Linked DNA regions of Rattus norvegicus: region 2 is linked to region 1. The links are chromatin contacts, called in public Hi-C maps. All regions are on one chromosome and are shown on one strand. The core of a region is the stretch at or near the end of the contact, and the rest is flanking DNA. Distances in the headings are between cores, read along the strand shown.

What was found. A called contact is a pair of places that touch in the nucleus more often than the background predicts.
Region 2: a contact with region 1 is called in a Hi-C map of Schwann cells, with 2.8 times the contacts expected there. The contact joins two enhancer-like sites.

Annotation. Positions count from the first base shown.
Region 1 is chr17:69,054,746-69,061,410 of GRCr8, forward strand. No RefSeq gene overlaps it. Among named protein-coding and RNA genes, the nearest start is that of Pitrm1, 320 kb to the left of the region's middle. Within about 2 kb of position 2,751, at least 6 of the 93 cell types and tissues checked have an H3K27ac peak or open chromatin away from gene starts, as enhancers often do. A contact at or near this core is called in Schwann cells, where this site is marked.
Region 2 is chr17:69,445,601-69,452,265 of GRCr8, forward strand. It overlaps Klf6 (KLF transcription factor 6), which reads right to left. Exons shown (of 4, transcript NM_031642.5): 4 at 3,883-6,665. Among named protein-coding and RNA genes, the nearest start is that of Klf6, 9.5 kb to the right of the region's middle. Within about 2 kb of position 3,776, at least 34 of the 93 cell types and tissues checked have an H3K27ac peak or open chromatin away from gene starts, as enhancers often do. A contact at or near this core is called in Schwann cells, where this site is marked.

The sequences.
Region 1 (6,665 bases), core at 1,501-4,000:
CTTCCAGGGGCTAAGCCACTACCCAAAGACTATACATGGACTGACCCTGGGCTCCAACCTCATAGGTAGCAATGAATAGCCTAGTAAGAGCACCAGTGGAAGGGGAAGCCCTGGGTCCTGCCACGACTGAACCCCCAGTGAAGGTGATTGTTGGGGGGAGGGCGGTAATGGGGGGAGGATGGGGAGGGGAACACCCATACAGAAGGTGAGGGGGAGGGGCTAGGGGGATGTTGGTTCAGAAACTGGGCAGGGGAATAACAATTGAAATGTAAATAAGAAATACTCAAGTTAATAAAGATAGAAGAAAAAGTTTAGGGGCCTGGAGAAATCAACCGACAATAACAAAATGACCAAAAGAGTCAGGATTGACTTACACACACATTTTAACAACCATTCAATAAATATGAACTATTGGAAGATAATCAACAGAAGGAAGATGACGTTGATTTGGGCTTATTTTTGATGTGGCATCATGCTGGGAAAAGATATCATGGTTGGAAACTACATGGTAGAGAGGGCAAAAACCATGTACTTAATATATCACATGACTCGTAAATGGAAACGTTTTTAATAGAAAGGGGCTTAGTTGTAATTCTCAAGATCTGAGCCTCCACTCCCCCAGGTAATCTATTTCCTCAACCAGACCCCGCATTCCACAGACTCCACAGTGTCTCACGGCAGCATTCCTCCTAGCTGTACAGCAACTGTTCCCACACATGTGCTTATGGGAAACATTTACATTCAGACCATAATGGTCCATGAGGACTCAAAAATGAAACAGTTAATATATCATTCTTAACAACTAAAACTCCCAGAGCAAGAGCGTCCATTGAAACTTATGTAAAGTTTTTGTTTTTGTTTTGTTTTGGTTTGGTTTGGTTTGGTTTGGTTTGTTTGTTTTATGCTGATGTGCCACTGAACCTACACTTCTACGTCTTGGTGCTAAGAGCCATATGTTTTTTTTCAAGCAAGGAAATGGTTAACAGTGGCTCTAGCTTTCAAAGTATCTAATAATGTTTAGATATCATTTATTTCTGGGACTCCTATTAGGACGTTTATTGCTGAAAATAATTTTAGTTCTTTCTTTTCAGAATCTTATAATCCCTCGGGGTTGTGGCAAGAGTGTAGGGCATAGATGGAAAGGTATCAAGATTAATGTATGAAAGGAGCCACTTTGCAAAAACTTCTTCCCACCAAGGCTCTGTATAAGAGATAGAGTACGCAGTCGAAAAGAAAGCAATGTACAGGTCATGAAAAGTAGATTCTACTTACATATAAAATCATAGTTTGTTTTTCTGTTGGGAAGGAAGTACCCAGGATTTGAGCATTGGAGTCTCCCAACTCTCCAGTTCCTTCCTTTCTTAGGGATTGGATTGATTTCTTTATTCTTAACAAAATTTCACTCACTATCTGTGTGCTCCTGGTCCAGGTCTTTGTTCTGGAACACAAATTGAAATTTTCAATGGGTACCCCTATACTCAGTTGTGACTCTAGCAGAATTACCTAGATAGATTGTTAAGAGTGGTCATCAGGTACATCTCCAGAGTATCCGGCTTAGTAGAGAAAGATTGGTCTCTTAAGTAAGAATTACTAATCAGGAATAACAGACCCACTGCACCCTTTTGCCTACTAAATAGAGATGAGACCTCAGATATCAGTGGTGGATACTTATCTTCCACGTATGCCTGCCTTGACAAACTATATACAGGGATGTGGTAGAAAGTGCACACCGGAAGCCTTCCATCCTGTGTTCTGGCCACATACTTTAGTATTGGGCTTTTAGTGTTGAATTAGATTAGAGACACTCCTGGAATTTGTGTTCTATGCACCCCCTGTGTGTGTGTGTGTGTGTGTGTGTGTGTGTGAGAGAGAGAGAGAGAGAGAGAGAGAGAGAGAGAGAGACAGACAGACAGACAGACAGACAGACAGAGACAGACAGAGAGAGAGAGAGAGAAACAGAGAGACAGAGACAGAATCAAAGACACACACACAAAAAGAGACAGAGAGAATGACAGGTATGAATTTTGTTCAGCGTATTGATCAAAGAGCTCCATTTATTTTCTTACACTGCTCTTTGTGTAATAGGATTCATATTCATACAAAAATAGATAAGAAATATAGTCTCATATTACCTTAATATATAGAAAGTTGCTGGTGGTGAGGAAATTAAGTAACTGACTAAAGAATGGATCTGGGAAAGTGAGGTAAATATATGTCACAGTTTGGGCAATACCATGTAAGAAATTATCAAAGTGACCTCTTGGCAACTGTGTTTATTCATGGATGGCAGTACTATCCGAAAAATCAAAGACTGAATTCACCAGAGAGAACTATCAAGCCACCTGTATACAATGGGCAGAACACATAGCACCATTTATAAATAATAAACAAATCCAGAAATCCCACAACTAAGGAGAACAATCTAAAATGGCATAAAACCAAATATTCCAGCAATCACAGTTCAATGTTGATGGTGTGGAAGAATGACGGTGTTAGAAGTCTCCCCCAAAGCCATGCATAATTGCAGTTTTCTATCATTGAACTAAATTCAATCCTGCTAGATAGCAGGGTTCAGTTGTTGTAAAAACTGTAGATCTAGAAGGATTCTCCAAGTGCATTCAGAGGAGTAAGAATTTCATCACCGAAGAGAAATTCTTTCCTTTCAGTTTAAAATAGTTCCCACCAGTGTAAGGACTTTATTCAAATACATTTCATTACATCATCTCAGAGGCATTTTTTTTGTCCAGCAGGGAAAGCAGCTGGACCATGAGTGATTTTTGTGTTCTAAACAAAGCAACTTCCTGTGAGCACCATTCAGAATGTGTAGACTCTGATAATTCTCATAACACGGTGGGGGAGGAGTCCGGATGGCAATGGGAGCAGAAGCTGTGCAGTATTCTCTCTCTCTCTCTCTCTCTCTCTCTCTCTCTCTCTCTCTCTCTCTCTCTCTCTCTCTCTGTGTGTGTGTGCTCACGTGTGTGTCTGCAGTGCACAAGCAGTGCTTTGAGATAAAATACAGTCATATGCAACAAAGAAATTGCTCTTAACAATATCAATTTCACTCCAATTAAATTCCCTTCAATAGTAAACACTGACACAGCAGGATCTGGTTTTTTCCTGTGCTCTGGAGACACCAGACGTTGATTCTGGCATTTGTCCCCAGCATGGATCCTCCCTTCTGATTCAAAGAGATGACACAGTAAGCACTATTATTTATTCTAGTCAATGGTTTCATGTCAGATAACTAGAAAAATAATATTATTGTCAGCTAGCTGGCTAGTCAGATATTAGTGTCCTTGAGGTTATTGAGGACAGACCCCTTCAAAATCAACAGCTTGTTGAAACAATAGCTAAATCTGCTGGACTTTGATGACTGCTCAAAAGAATGAGATCTGAGTCCTAAATTTTGTGTCCTTTGTAGTGATTCAAGACCGACGTAAAGATTATCAGATGATTTAAAAACAAAAACAAAAACAAAAAATGGCATGCCGTTGTTTCCTACCTTAAGAGTTAATTCAAAGGAGACTGTCAATCCGCCCCAGAGTGAAATGCCCTTCAGGAAAGTTGTCTGGAAACATTAGGAAACTGTCCACATCCCACCACAGCATGTAGACAGGACACCATTCCCTCTGGTCTCTGTTCCTTGTCCATTCTCACCTCTGAAAATACTTGCGATGTACTCTCTGGAGATGGCACACCATCACACTTCGAGAGTGTCCCACTTGACTCTATGTCCTGCCTGGTTTTGCTATGCCATGCTCCAAATGTCTCATCCCCATGCTCTCAGGGGACCACTCAGGCCAGGGGAGTAAAGAGGAGGATGGAGTGAGATCCCAGCAATAGCTTCCAAACAAAACAAAAGTCCTGAGAAACTGGGATTTGATCTGCAACACCCGAGAGAATGCTTTTGTTGTATCGAAAGAAAATCTAAGGGGGGGAAACATCACTTCTTGGCCGACTATCTTTTGAAGTTTGAATGATTAAATGAAAAATTTTAACTCCAGTAAGATATCATTTGGGGGATATTAAGAGGTAAATACGGTTAGATTTACATTTTAACAAGTTAGAGGAATGGGTGGGTGTCTCTGAGGCTAAAGGATCTTGCTGCCAAACTGAATGACCTGAGTTCAATCTCTGGGCCTCACATGGTGGAAGGAAAGAAATGATTCCAGTAAGTCATCCTCTGGTACACACACACACACACACACACGAGAGAGAGAGAGAGAGAGAGAGAGAGAGAGAGAGAGAGAGAGAGAGAGAGAGAGAGAGAGAGAGAGAATGCACATGCACACAAATCGATGCATGTAGTACATTTAAAAAGAAAAAAAAGGTTGTTTGAGCAGCCAATGATGGCTCCATAGTCAGGCTGATGATGGCTGGCCCTCAGTGTTCAGGGCCCCAGAAGAAGAGCCGAGAGGAAGGTTCCCAAGAGGTACTTGGCTTTACCTTTTTGAGTACTAGCAAACATTTTCTTCCATCCCGTAGGCTGCTTCTTCACTTGAAAATTCATCTGTTGACAAATGACATGGAAGCAGAAATAAAACAGAGTCAGAGACAGAGGCATCTAATGTGGTCAGGAGTAAAGGTAAGGACACATAGCAGGGCATGGGAGTATTCCTAATGTATACTGTTACTTGCATAAGGATAGCCTCATGTAGTACAGCATAATAAATGTAAAGAGGAAATATCTATTGTATCTAGATACAAAAGTCTTTAAAATATCATGAGCATATGACCCTAACTAACTAACGAGTGAACCAAGGACGCAAGAAGAGACATTTATGAAAGCTATATCTCGACCTTGTATCCCTAGCACTTCTGAAACAGTGGCAGGAGGATTGCCATGAGTTCAGGGCTGACCTGAGCAATATAGGTTAGCCTAACCTATATAGTAGAATCATGAATCATTCAAACAAGCAAAAGCCCCAAATCAACAAACGAATATAGTTTGTGGAAGCATGTCAAAGGAAATACTTGATGGTAAGAGGTATCTAGTTAGTGGGTTCATTTCTAGTGGCTACTTGGACATTGTGTAATGGTTTCTCATTAGTTAAGAGTGAGCCTTATTTCCTCTTAATGCTGAGTTGATATTCGGCTTAATTAAACAGGAACTCAAGATGCTAGAGCCATTTCAACCCAATGGCCTTCCGATGAATTATTTTAACATGGGAGATGGCTCAGAGATTAAAAGAGCCCTTAATATTGAATTCTGAGTTGTTATGCTCACTAAATTATAGGTTTTCTTCCTTGGCCCTCTGAACTGGGATAGAATTGCTCTACTCTTCCTCTTAACCTCTTCCTGTACCTGGCTTCATAGCTCTTACCTCAGGCTCAGCGGGGATGTCTATTCAAGGAAATTTGAATGCAAGATTATGTGTGACAATAATATTCTGCTCTCCATGCAGATAGAGCAAAACTAAAGACACAAACCATTCAAGGTTTGTGTCTCTTATAAACCAGATAGGACTGTAGAGAGGGGATAGATACTTGTGACTCACGTTGAATCGTGACTAAATGAATGTCCCAATTTTTAGTCAGTTCTTCATCTCTATGAACAGTTAGGAAAAAAACAGATGAAATATTCACTAATAATGAAGATAAATCAGGAAAGAAAGAATTCCCAGATAGAGATGATGCTTCCAAAGGTTCTTTTTTGGCTACATAATTTTTTATGTCATACAGTGATGGGGTGATTCTGGTCAGAGTTGAAAAGGAAACCACTGTTTGGATGAGTTAAAAAATACCCTGAGGAGAAGAGAGGAAGCTATCCTGTGTGACCTTTCCTGAACTGCGCTCTCCATAAGGTCATTTACCTCATTCCTCCTGCCTTGGGTTAGCAGGTAAAGAAACTGACCCCTTCCAGACATATTAAAGCTAAATAATTTAGCATCTCTAAAGTCCTGTGAGATGAAAGGCTCCATAGAAATGCAAATTATTATTTTATTATGAGACGCCATCAATAGAGTAGAAAGCAAAGTGCTTTCTTTGATGGAGTCCCGGTTCAGCTGGTTGTCAGAGAGCACTGTGCTTCTGTATCAGACACCCACAATATTTAGCCCGAGCAGATAATTGTCTCCCCTCCTACTCTGTTTCATCTGCTCTGATTATGAATTATCTTTGGTAGTTGTTTTTTTCAGGGGTTATCCCCATCATTTTATTGTGACATTCCTCAGCAAATTGAACAGAATAGTTGCCACACATCCCCGGCGAGGAGCAATGAATCTTCATTGCAGTAATTATATTTTCTGTGGAGGCTTTTTCATAAAAAAAAATCGGCATTGAGATTTTAATTTAAGTTCAAAGGAGTGTAAATTGCCAGTGGCAACAGCGTCAGCTGAAGCCCAGCTGTTGTATGAAGGTTTTTCTTTTATAAACCTAGAAAAAAATTTTTTTCAAGAGGTCCCTTTTCTTGGTACAAAGGGTAACCTCCTTAAACAAGATTGAGAGCAGAAAATATCATCATTCCAAGAGGCATCAAACATCCTTCTATAGAAGAGGGTAGGTCTCACTCTGGTTTCTTCATTTGGGCCTTAGAGAGTAAGGGACTTCTCGCCACCTTCTTTTGTAGGGCGAGTACATGGACATAAGATATTTACCCAAGCTTTCCATCCGGAAGGAGGTCTATAGTCTCCTGCAAATCAATGATCAAAATACATGGGAAGCCT
Region 2 (6,665 bases), core at 2,526-5,025, 390 kb after region 1:
TCAAATCCCAGCAACCACATGGTGGCTCACAACCATCTGTAATGAGATCTGATGTCCTCTTTTGGTGTGTCTGAAGACAGCTACAGTGTACTCATACATAATAAATAAATAAATCTTTAAAAGATACATAAGCTATTCTACAGTATATCATATGTTTATCGTATAAGAAACATAAGGAGGACTGGATTCTTCAAATGCCTGGCTGCAAGAGTTCTCTGCCACACTGCATCTTGTTGTTGGCATACCTATCCTGTTTCCTTTTCTCACCAACACCAACAGAAGAATGGCATTTGAGTGAGGTGCTTGGTTTGAGGGAGTTAATTGATCATGACAGTAAGTGTCATTAACTATCCTACACAACTGGAACCCAGTCTTACACAACCAGAAAAAAGTGTGGTAATGTGAAACTTAAGAAATCCAAGGAACAGAGCTCAGTTCCTTCAGTGTAGCTGAAGCCTGCAAGGCTCTTACAAATGTGCTCTGTCATGACAAAGGACACGTTTTGGAGGATCGATCCTTAGTGTGATGGGTTTCCACTTATTATTTGTGAATTTCAGAGACTCTTTTAAGGTTAATCATACGTGGTATATTTGACTCTGGGGGATCTCCATTTAAGGAAAAATTGTAGAACTTAAATGACAGTTCGCTTCCTTTCCTGGATTATATAATGGATGTAGGGTTTGAACTGGAGTGTACAAGGGTCTCCCAGGGACATCTGTCTTTCAGTGAGGATGCCTCGGTGACTGTTCAGCCCAAAGTGCCTCCTGAAAGGACACGTGGGACCCAGCTTTGTCCCTCTCTTTGTCTCTTTTCATTCACAGATGTTTGGAGAATCCTCATTAAAATTAGTTAGAGTGAAATGGCAAAGACCCTGGTAGAATAAATCTAGTTAAATACACTATGCTGGATTGCCTCGTTTGCATGATGCACGGGCCTCCTTTTCTTCTCTTTGTACCTCCTCTCCGTGCATTAGGTGATCCCTGCCAATGCGTGCAGGATGCCGCATCCCCGATGGTACTCTCTCTATTCTTAAGCATTAAAAATAAACACGTGCCATCTGTCTCAGATCTGGAGAGCAATTTGAAATGGTGACTTCTGTTTACTTAAGGTTACAAGATTTAAAGCTTTAGTGACTCTCAATTGTGAAGACACTCTGTCTCTATTTCAGAGAGTAGCAGCACTTTTAGGTGAATCCTATAAACTGAACAGAACCATCCCATGAGAGATCGGGCAAGACAGAGAACAGGGTGGGGCGATGCTCAAAAAAAAAAAAAATGGTCCTTGGTATTGACTGTTCTGGATCAGGGCAGTAAAACTGGTGTTTCTGGGGTGTAGCACCTCAGTCAGGTGGTGTACTATCCTGAAGCCTCAGTTTTCCTCATTTGTGAAATGGACATATTATTTATTTATGGGGCACCACATATATGCAGGTATATGAATGCACAGAGAAGGCGTGTATAAATGTATTTCTTCCTAAAATCTGATGAGAAGGTGGGAAAAATCATCATCTTAGTCATTATCAAATTTCAAAATCATAATATTAATCCAGCTGGCAAAGGAAATTGTTACAAAACCAAATAGCTCAGGGACTGAAGAGAGGGCTCAGGTGTTAAGGGCAGTCATGAGGACAAGAGAATTCAGATCACAGCACCCATGCCAATATCTCCATCCTTAGCTCTAAAGGGTGGAGACAGGAAGATCTCTGGGACAATTCCAACCTAGCCAGGAAGGCACCAACCTCGGGTTCAGGAGAGACCCTGCCTCAAAAAAATAGGGTGACTCCTCTGATGGAAGAGGGTACCTGATACCCTCTCCAAACAACACATGCACAGACATCCAGATCAATAAATAATAATAAGCAAATATGAAGACATAGTTCCATATTAATAGCTCCTGGTAATATACCACATACATTAAAAAGGAATTTCATGGAAGCTGTGCTCTTTATGGCAATTAAAGTATAAAAATAAGAGACTTCCATTGGCCACAATACAAAGGCCCTATTAGATAAGGAAAGGAATTGGGGGTTTGGGAGACCTGGGGAGATTTTGAGTTCCTTTATAGGTACAATAGCACTTTTCAAAGGAGGTTAGTTTTTTTCTTTTTTTACTTAAATAAAATTATATGTTGTCAAGCATCAAATGCCCAAGCAACTTAGCTTTAATTAACGGAGTAATGGGCAGTTTGAGAACATTCTGTTTTCCATTTTCAGAGCAATTTTCTCCAACAATACTTTCTCCTGTAGCAGAAGAGAAACTTTCCTAGGTCCGGGCCAAGAACTCTGAGGACGGTGAACATGTAATTTGAAGTCCACCCTGCACTCCCAGACCGCAGAATGTTAGTGCTATAGAAAAATCTAGATTCATGTGACCTAGTCCAGACTATTTTAGCAAGGAGTAAATGGAGGCCCATTGTTGCCGAGCAAATTGTCCCCGAAGTACACAGCTTGTTAGAGCAAAAGTGTTCCCTTCCTTTTAGCTAGGTTTCAAAAAATTTGTTAAGCAGACTGAAAATGCTTTATACGCTATAAATATCCTAAGGCTGTGGCTGATTCCTTGCACAGCGGTTCTCCAAACAGCCTTATTTGAGCATAACTTAACTGATCAGCAGACTTTGCATGACAACACGGTCCGGTCTTAATAGTAGCCGAGAGAGAATGCATTATGGAGACTTTATTTAGACTGCACAGTCAAAGTAATCCAACTTGTTAGTCACCCTGACATGTGCTTCAGAACGCCACACACCCATGAATTCTGGCCAAAAAAAAAAAAAAAAAAAAAAAAAAAAAAAAAAAAAAGTCACCAGCTCTTTAAGACCTAACCTACCACCAATCCAAGTTGCTGATAATAAAAAAAGAGGGGGGAAAAAAGGGAAGAAAAAAGCTGCTAATCTAGGCACACATTTAAATTTTCCTTCCTAATTATAAAATATATAAAATAAGAAAAATCCGCTAAACTCCACACAGCTAGTAAATGACGCTACCACACCTAAAATGGAGACCACCCTTCCTAGGGAATCAAAGGGCAATGCGTTGAAGAAGCCCCGCAGAAACTCACTGATTTTACCCTGTGGCTACTGATTGGCTTAGAGAATCGGAAAGCAGATTCCAAGGTGCATCTGTCACACTGGTCCACACAGTAAAACCAGCGGCCAACACCTCAAGCTCCTGAAAGGCGCTGCTCTGAGAGAAGTTGCGGAATTTTTTTTTTTTCTTAAACCGTTCACTATGTGACGCATTTTTCCTAAGTCACGAAATCATGTGAGGAGAGGCCTCTGCACTACTTTAGGGAACTAACCAGGGAACTCTGGGAGCAGGAACCAGTATCTGCACAGAGTCCATGGGGATGGCTTTCTGGCCTGACTTCCCTTTTCATCTGCTTGCTGGTCACTTCTGTCCTTCCCAGATGGGAGTCATCCAGGTGTGACGCCAGCTCCATCCAGAAAGACTGGCCCAGCTCTACCAGCTAAGTGAACAAAATCTGTGGGATTTCAGAAGTGCACTGGACAAGCTATGGTGCTGGGTCCTCTGCACCGTAATAGTCTCCCGGGCTTGAGTGACAGGAAGAAAAAAAACATGCAACAAGTTTTTTCCTATTGTGCCCCACTCCCGAAAAGCCTAGGGCTGTTTTTGCCAGGCTTTGGAACACATTCAGGACATTTGAGGGGAGGGGGAAGCCATGTCAAAAGCCTCCCTCTAGCTCCAGAGACAGCTGTGGAAAGTAGGAAGAAGAGGAAGGCAGGGACCGAGCTAGGCAAATGGCCCTTAGAATTGCACAATGGTGATTTCCCGGGGAGGAAGCCAGGCTGAGTAACACAGCAGGAATTTAACAGCCCCCCCTTCCCCCCCCCCACTGCACCCCAGAAAAACAATCAGGCTCCAGATGCTGATAAGAATTCTTTTTATGTTATTCGAATAAAAAATACATTCATACAGAAATATAACAATCTCGCAAAAAACAATTTCAAATAAAATCTTGTAAAACAAAATTTTACAAAAATCTTACAAAGATTCTTTAGATAACAGGGTGCTTCAAAAAAAAAGAAATAAAGAAATTTCACTAATAGAAATTTTTTTTTTAAATTTCAAGCAAAAGTTTCTGCTTGATTGAGGCTCAGCTGTCACCTGAACAGAATGTACTCGCTTATTATTAAAATTACAGGCATTGACACATACGGCACCCAGCCCCACCCAGTCCAACAACATCTATGTGTTTCATAAGTGAGACAAGCCAGCACAAGTCCTCCTTCTCTTCTGTTTACCTTCTTACTTAATGGAATTGTTGTGGATAAGCACACAGCAGGGCCAAAAAAAGGAGTTTTCCAAAACCCAGCAAATCAAGTGCTAGGATTTTGAATTGCCAAACAAAAGTGCATTTTCCCCTTAAGCAAAACGAAACCAGTTCCGTAGAGAAATGTATTCGTCAGGCCAGATACGACAAAACAACACAACAACAACAACAAGAAAAAAAACAGTTAAGGGAGCTTTAATCGTTGCTCATTTCCAGGAAGATCAAACAAAATACCAGCCCAGCCAGACTCAGTCTCCTTTATGTAAAGATGCACACCCAAAAAGTCAAGCAGCTGGATGAAATACCAGAAATATCAGCTGTTTACGCTGTGGTATGCCAAATTCCGGGAAAGTACTCCTTGAAAAAGCTGGAAGAATCTACATGCTGGAAAAAAATAGTTTCATCTGCGTAAAAAGTATTCTAAAAAACAACCCCTGTAATCAGCTTACTCTTAGGTTAGATCTTCTAGTAAGGCTGGAAGGAAAATCAAAACCTTTGTGTGTCTGAGTCCAGCTAGTTGGCCAGTATTTTGTTCATGTCCCTTGCGAATGGCCAAAGGTACCCTATTCCAGGTTTGCCCATAATGACTAGCAGAATCAGCAGGCTGGAATAGACTCAATGCCGACAATGTCTTCAGCAAATTATTAAATTAAAGATAACGCCTCTATAAAAGTTAGGTTATAGTTTTCGATTTCTTTTAACCTCCTTTATGGCCATTTTGAAATACTTCTTCACAGGCTGTAGAATTTTCTAGCTAAACATTCTAGTTTCTTCTTAAAAAAATATTTATATATTATCTATATATAATATATATATACACATACACATACTATACACACAAATATACATACACAAAAAAATTTCATCCACTTTTTTTTCCCAAAAAAAAAAAAGCAGTATACTTTCAATATTACCAACAGATAGCTAGACAGGTACTCAAAACTTGTGCCTTTTGAGCAAGATATTGACATTGGTTTTTTGTTTGTTTAATACTTCTGTATCTTTAATATGTGTGACAATGTTACATAATAAATACAGCCGGTGTGTGTGTGTGGTGTGTGTGTGTGATCTATACAATTGTGCAAGGTCTCTTAAAAGAGTCTCATGGTAGCAAAAATTACTTTTCAATTGCCATGTCTATTTTTTTCCCCATTTTAACACTGACAGTCAAGTTGTTGGAAATGAACACACGTTGACGTGTCAAAGGACTTTTCACCCGTTCGTCACTGTGGAGGATCTTAAAGAGGTGTTCTTTTTGTTGTCGTTGTTGTTCTTTGTTTTGTCCATATTTTACATTGATACAGTACAATGCCAGGTGAAAAAAGAGCCTTAATTAAGCATGCATCACCCATTCCCCTGTATTTGACCCCACAGAAGGGCCAGTTGCATAAGGCACCATTATGAAGGTCAACAGTGCATTAACAGCTAGAAAACCAGAAATAGTCCTCAAGGCATAAATAAGAGACATAGCTGCATGAGAAAAAACGGTTTCTAAGCTTAGTGGTTTGATCCACCTGACTGAGGAAGAAAAAAAAGTTTGTATCCTTAGCCTAATGTGGCATTAGACCGGTAATTTCCAGACCCCAGCATTTAGATGTTTGACATGTGTCCAATTTCTCCAAAGGGTACCTTAAGATTCTCCAAAAAAAAAAAGAAAAAAGAAAAAAAAAAGTAAATCCAAATTCTGAGTCCTTGAAAATACAACCCTACATTGCACAAGATCATTTTGCACTCGGGGAGTGTTACAAAATGGAAGGATTTGGAATCTGGGGGTGGGGGTTGGGGAGGTCGTGTCTTGCCAGGCCGAAATGGCTTAAGGGAATCATTCTACACGAGTTGGATCTTATAGCTGCTTATTAACTGGAATCAAGGTTGGAGACCCGATTTAAAAAGGTTAAAAGTTTATAGCTCCCCCAGACCATGCACGACTTGGTTTGTATTGTGAGGGAAAATGACCACTGTTATTTGTAAATACAGCTTATACAAGGGGTTACAAATGAGCTCCGTGTAGCCAGTACAAGCTACTTGACACAATGCACATTCTATAGCTGCACCAGACACCAGAAAGTCCTTTCACACGGGAAAGGGGGACAGGGGCTCCCCCGACCCTTAACACTCGCCACTATGGGGTCCTGAGTTCCCGCTCCCACCCTCCAAGTTTTTCCATCTTTTTTTTTAATTTTAATTTTTATTTATTTTTTTTTATTTGTTTTTATTTTTTTTTCTAAGGTGCAGACACCCTTCAGGAAATGATTGGTGGTCAACTCATCCCTTGGAATACTCCTCACACACAAAACATTCAAACTGCTTTTTTTTCTGTCTCTTGCAGGTATTTGCTACCACAAGGGGGGAAAAAAAAAGTCTGCCTCGCCATAC